Regions from separate parts of the Oryza sativa genome. Here region 2 is linked to region 1. Evidence: chromatin contacts called from public HiCAR-type data. All regions are on one chromosome and are shown on one strand. Each heading gives the region's core, a stretch centred on a gene start, on an enhancer-like site or on the middle of the called end of the contact. The rest is flanking DNA. Distances are from core to core; before and after follow the strand shown. Region 1 holds the start of LOC4326533 (putative disease resistance protein RGA4). Region 2 holds the start of LOC4325822 (amino-acid permease BAT1 homolog).

What was found. HiCAR-type assays count read pairs that join an accessible place to other places.
Region 2: a contact with region 1 is called in a HiCAR-type map of leaf, with 4 times the contacts expected there. The contact joins the promoter of LOC4325822 here to the promoter of LOC4326533 in region 1. A contact is called at or near these places in 1 of 15 Hi-C or Micro-C datasets (leaf) and 1 of 4 datasets of contacts at active chromatin or transcription factors (leaf).

What each region holds. Positions count from the first base shown.
Region 1 is chr1:41,814,079-41,817,137 of ASM3414082v1, forward strand. LOC4326533 (putative disease resistance protein RGA4) reads right to left here and starts at 1,727. Exons shown (of 8, transcript XM_066306770.1): 1 at 1,522-1,727; 2 at 1,061-1,152; 3 at 623-978; 4 at 26-512. The coding sequence starts at 448. LOC4326534 (chitinase CLP-like) reads left to right here and starts at 2,813. Exons shown (of 2, transcript XM_015790792.2): 1 at 2,813-3,059. The coding sequence starts at 2,885.
Region 2 is chr1:42,204,251-42,207,341 of ASM3414082v1, forward strand. It overlaps LOC4325822 (amino-acid permease BAT1 homolog), which reads right to left and starts at 1,380. Exons shown (of 7, transcript XM_066306787.1): 1 at 1,132-1,380; 2 at 738-1,011; 3 at 141-360; 4 at 1-20. The coding sequence starts at 1,244. It overlaps LOC4325823 (amino-acid permease BAT1 homolog), which reads right to left. Exons shown (of 8, transcript XM_015786305.3): 5 at 2,918-3,091; 6 at 2,537-2,826; 7 at 2,306-2,448; 8 at 1,598-2,218. The coding sequence ends at 1,884.

The DNA of each region.
Region 1 (3,059 bases), core at 477-2,976:
AATATGTGGAAGTGGAAGTGAGTACCTTGGGTTGATGGTTCTTGATGAGCTGAGCAGCATCGAGCTCATCCAGCACGTCCTCAACGTCGTAGGCGACGGACTTGAGTTTGTTGAGCCACCGCCGTTCCGCCTCTCCATCTTTTCCTCCCTGGCGTGCTTTGCCATCAACATCTTGTATCACAGCCTCCAGATCTCTCATCTTCTCCTCCATGTCGTCCACGTCGTCCTTGAATCTCCACAGCAGAGTGGCCTCCTCCACCACAAGCTCGCTGAGCCTGCTGGCGACCCGATTCGCCACGGAACTCGCAATCATCCCTCCAATCCCGCTCATGGATGGTATGGCAGATTCACAGTGAACTCTATCAACAGGAATATGGCTTTGTGAAATAGAAGCAAGATGTAGATCGGGAGGGGAAGCAGCCACACATATACTAGTAGTATACCACATGGCACAGTTCACGTAGTTTAGTCCATGGCATAGTGCGCTTGGTAGGTGGTGCGTGGTGGCCTTCCTGGAGAGGATACATATTTAATATTTTACAGAAAAGGTTAAAGCGATGCAGTCCAAATTAATTGGAAGATAAAATTAAAATGATTTGCAATAGCCAAACAATGGTGAAACCTGGGTAATCTGTCAACAAGAAGAAATGACTATGGAGACTTATCCAACAACTTGCCTTAGATGCGCAAGCTACCAGACAGCTAGCACATGCGCAAGCTCTCTCTCTCTCTCTCCCACAGGAATGTATGCTGCCTGTTTGTTTGTGAAAGCTCTCTACCCACAAGTGCACTTCGTCTCTTTGTTTTGTGGAGGACCCTACCACAGTCCACAACTGCATGTCCATGAGAGTTTTTCCTTGCGATTGGCATGCTCCACCAATATGTCGCTTGCTTTACCCGTTTGCCCGCCAAATAGATTTTTAGTGGCACAATTTGCATCTCTTTGTTTCTTGACCTGTAGCCTTTTTGCATCGACACCTGATGTGCAGTGCAGTGTAGACAATTCAGTGCTTGCTATATCGTCTAAAGGCAAAACACATCGATTCTGAGAAAGCATTACGATTTGCAAGCATCATCCCTTTGAAGAAAGAAGTATTGTTGAGACCATGGCTTGGCACGCTTGGTGGATGGTGGGTGGCGGCCTTCCTGGCACTGAGAGTAAGAGAAAACAGTAAAAATCAATTCGAAGATGAATGAAAAACGGAAGTGAAACCGGGATAAAGATGGGGGAAGAGACTAGTCCAGCGACAACTTAGCATTCAATCTGCATCTTTTAGTCTTTACAAGACATCAATTTGGGAAGGATCTAACAGGCCTACAGTACGTGTGAAGATGCAGGATCACCACACACGATCCAGAATTATTATTCCAGATGGACAACGGCTTGTTGGAATGTGGTGGAGGAAGAGCCAGCAGCAAAGGCCGCGGAATCACTTCCAACTTTTGGGTTGCAACTGCAAGGAGGGGATTCGTTCCAATCTCAAACAGTGAACCAGATAGAGAAAGAGAGAGAGAGCTTACCAACACCAGGAGAGGCGCCGCCGCTGCACTTCCGCCTGTACCGAGCCGACCCGAGCCGCGGGACACAGGGGCGCATGGTGCTCGACTCGATCCATCGATCCGGCCGCCGCCGCTCGAACGGACGCCGCCTCCAGCCCCCTTCACCACCTCGCCGCCGGTGGCTTCGCTCCGCCCCCCGTGGCTGGACTCACGGGATCGTCTGCGCCGCCGCTGCCCTGAAGCCACCACAGCCCATCAAGCTTTCGAGCTGGGCCTTCGGCTCACACGCAGCCTAGTCCAAGCAAACATATGCTGCTCTAAGGCCCAAAGAGTTGTAGCCCAAGCAGCCCAAAATTATGTCGCTCGAGCTATCAACAGTACTACACACTAATATAAGGGTGCAAGTGGGGAAGCCGCTTATAGACAAAATTAGTGCATAAACCGCAGGTTTGACTCACATGTTATATATATTAACTTGATCTATAAATATGTTTATAAATCGACCCACTTGCATATCTAGATGCGGCAAGTTAGGCCACGACACAAAAACCCATGAATTATCATTTATTTGACCTAGGAGTGAATTCGCGAGTCGGCCCGCTTGCATCCCTACACTAATATGCTCCCATGGTGATTACAGACAAGATGTCCTGACTCTTAGCATGCCACTCAAATGGTTAAAAAAAATTAAAAAAAAAAGATGTATTAACATATGATGTATCATTTCACAAATATTCAAGTTGAAATACAATTTATATAAGTTGCACAAAAAATAAATTAAACTACAGCTAGTTAACGTATATTTATAGTCAAATTTATTTTTTTTTATTTTATGGTTAAATTTCGCCTTGCATGTTTGTGGATTGATCTATCACATATTAAGTTATCTTATTGTTTTTTAAAAAAATTTATAACCATTTGAGTGACATGCAAAACCTAATTTTTAGAGTTTAAAATAGTTTTCCTTTACAGTACAGGCGAGGCGAGACGGACTGACGATCGAAGCCGTGGTTTTGCTACGCCGATGGTGCTAATTAACTGGTCACGACTCACGAGGATAACCGTGTACCTGTGGTCAACTGAACCAGCCAGCCCGAAGTTTACACACGAATCAAAGCGGAGATCCTAGGTTCCTAGTGTTGATCATCTACTGTTTGCAGCTGGGTTTTGGTTTGATCCATGGTTTTGTTATGTTCAGTCCACCTTGAGATACATCTCATCAAATTAGCACGACATTTACTACGTGTATAGGTCAACGCTTAACCCTGCTAAATCGCTATACAAATACACGGAAAAGAGACCATCTTATCTCAGCGTCTCTCTTCATCCTAATCACCTCGATCATTCGCTACGTTTTTGCTTGTTCAGAGCAACGCATCGCATCATGCCTCGTCCACCTGAACCTGTGCACGTGCTGCTTCTTGCTGCCATCGCAGTGCAAGTGTTCGTCCGGTGCACAGCACAAGCTGCGAGTGATCAGAAGCCACTAGTCTCCAGGCTCGCCAAGGATTACAACACCTCACTCTACACCATCTCCGTCAAGAACGGCGCGCCGCCGC
Region 2 (3,091 bases), core at 130-2,629, 390 kb after region 1:
GATCACCAGAACAAAGACACCTATCATTGTTGATTGTTCAGACAGATAAATTTCGTTCAGGGTTCAATATTCAGACTTCAGATGCCAAGAACCACAATTCATAAGGACTGGTGATTATTGCCTCCATGTGTACCATGCACCTGCAGCATTCCAGATGGCCCCGATTTGGCCAAACAGAGATAGCCACTGGATAGGGAGGCTGTTGATGACGCCATGAAGGATTAGGATGACGGCGCAAATCACCAACACGACATACTTTGAAGCCATGTAGCCGCCGCCATTGGCTCCTCCCGTGCTAAGCAAGATGATCACCTGTAGCAGCTGCGCCAGCGAGAAGTCTACGCTCGCAATAGCTGCCCACTGCCACAACAGTTGAAGACAAGGACAGGGCAACAATGCAAATTTTTTTCTCGAAAAATGAAGTTATAAGCTGGAGCTAAAAACAGTATCTAGATCCACCAGACAATGGTAGTATACCTGTCCAACGATATTGAACCTGTCGAACACACAACACAATAACAAATTCAGGCTCGCAAATTAAGTTGAACAACAGCATACATGCATAATCCACAGCAACAAATATTCAAAATAGTAATGATCAAACATAATCTTCAAGAAGGCACCATCTCAAGACAACAATTTTTTTTCAAGGATATCAAGAAAACAATTGCACCTAACCATTTTGGATTAGTTCCAGTGCATAAAGACAGGGGAAATTGATGCAGACTAGCTCATACATGTCTCACGTACCAGCCAGTGACCCAAGAAGCCAGGGACGCCCATTCCTTGCCGGCCAGCTTGGCGCTCCAGTAGTAGAGGCCACCGGAGGTCGGGTACGCCGAGCAAATCTCGGCCATGGACAGGGCGACGCAGCCGTTGAACAGCGCCACCACCAGCCACCCCAGCGTCATCGACACCGGCCCGCCGTAGCGCAGCCCCGTGTTGTAGGTCGCCGTGACGCCCGTCAGCACCGAGATGTTGGCGAACGAGAAGGCGAAATTCGACAGGGTCCTGTGTGTATATATATCCAGATGAATCGATCAAGATGGTCTTAGTTTTGAAAAGAATGAACTAATTAGCACGGTGAATGCATGCTAAGTCTGAATAAACTGAAACTTGTTGTGTGCATACGAGAGGCCACGCTTGAGCTCCTGCTTGTAGCCGAGCTGGAGAAGCCGGAGGCTGTCCGGGTCGTCGGCGGCCTGATCGCCGGCGGCCATCGCTAATTGGACGGAGCGAGACATGGCCGTGGATCAGTTCTCTATCTCCTGTAGGCTGTTTCCTGGGAGGCTAGCTATTTTTGACGCTATCACCTCCATAGCTCACTAATCCTGCAGAGTATAGTTTACATGCTCGCTGTACTAGTCAACTTCCCAAAAAAGAAATGTCCAAGTACGTACCTCTCTCTTATATATAATTCATAATCAACGAAATGGTTGGAAATTTTGTATACCACTGATGATTGATTGATACGCTTATGTCACGATTTTCCTGTAGTATTGCCAACTACCGTTGACTAACTGAAGGATAAGATGCAATATATCGCTGTATACCTTATGCGTTCCAAAAAAAAAACTGTATACCTTAGGACTTTTGGTTCATGTTTAAACTATGCTTGAATTATTGCACGCATGCTGCTTTTTTAGTATAGTTCTGTACCTCATGCCTGTCTTTTTCTAACATAATCAGCCGAATCGTAGACCGTTGAATTTCCATCCAAGGACATGGGAATACGAATCAAAATAAAGAACGGCCTCTTACTGGGCCGCCCAACAAGGCTACATGTACGTGGGCTTCCTTGTCAGCCGTAGAACTCCATGGGCCGTAGCACACATGCATCGGCCCATACAGTTATGGGCCGTCACAGCGGGCCGTCATTAGTGTTAGTAATGGGCCCTTGGAACCAGAAGCGGGCACGGAGAGCCCACGCGCCGACGGTGAGCAGCAGCACGCCGCCGACGGCCACCGGCGTGTAGTTGAACGTCTCCTCCGCCACCGGGTACGCCACCGGCAGCGAGAAGAGCACGGTGACGGCGGCCACCCAGAGCACGGCGGCCCAGCCGACGACGATCCCGTACTTGCCAAGGTGAAACGGCCCCGGAACGAAGGATCCCCTCGCCGTCGTCACCCGGAAGAAGATCGGCAGCGCGTAGGAGATGCAGAGCCCTATCGTCGCGATGGACACCATTGCTTGGAATGCCACCTGGCTTCCCAGCGACTGTCATAAAAATAAAGCATAATTCTGGTTATTCTGAACTGAGAATCAAGCATGAAAATTAATCAGCAGTGGTACGAATTAACTCACTGTCAGAGCCATGATGAACGCCACCACCACAGAGAGCCATACGGCGTTTATAGGCACCTCTTGCTTGTTCACTCGGTGCCAGACTTTCGAGAACGGCATTGCTCCGTCCCTGGAGAACGCATACGCCATCCTGCATGCAGTGGCTAATTAACCTAGGAAATTATCAACATGTACGTAGCTAATTAAGCTAAGCTAAATTCCTGAACACGTCAGCTGATCGATCGATCTGACCTCGAGTTGCTAGTGATGCAGGCGAGGCCGCAGAGGAAGACGGCGACAGCGACGACTCCCAAGCAGAGGATCCCTCCCAGGCCGCTGCCGTATCTCCGGTGGAAAGTGGTGTAGAAAGCTTGAGCAACCGCGTTGCCGCCGGCGTCGTTGTCGGGGCTCAACAGGTAGGGAATGTCCGTCACCGCCGACGTGAGTGACACTATGTAGATCCACCCGAACACGGTCGAGAGAGCAACCGAGGTTACGATCCCGATCGGGCCACTCCAATCTGCATTCTTCGTTTCCTCTGTCTGATGCATAGAATGATATACTGTCAGAGTGTCAGTAGTATTTGCAGTTTAGATATGGACTACTGTGTCTAGGGGCGAAATCGCAACGTACCATATGAGCAGATGTGTCGTAGCCGGCCATCGCGTACTGGCTCATCAACAACCCGATGAGTAAAATGTAAGCCTTGTCGCGTATCCCCATGCCGTTTTCTGTGTTGAAGTGAGTGAAAATGAACTCAACGCTCGCCCTTTCCGTGGCGACAGCCGGGATCAAGGCCACCAGCAC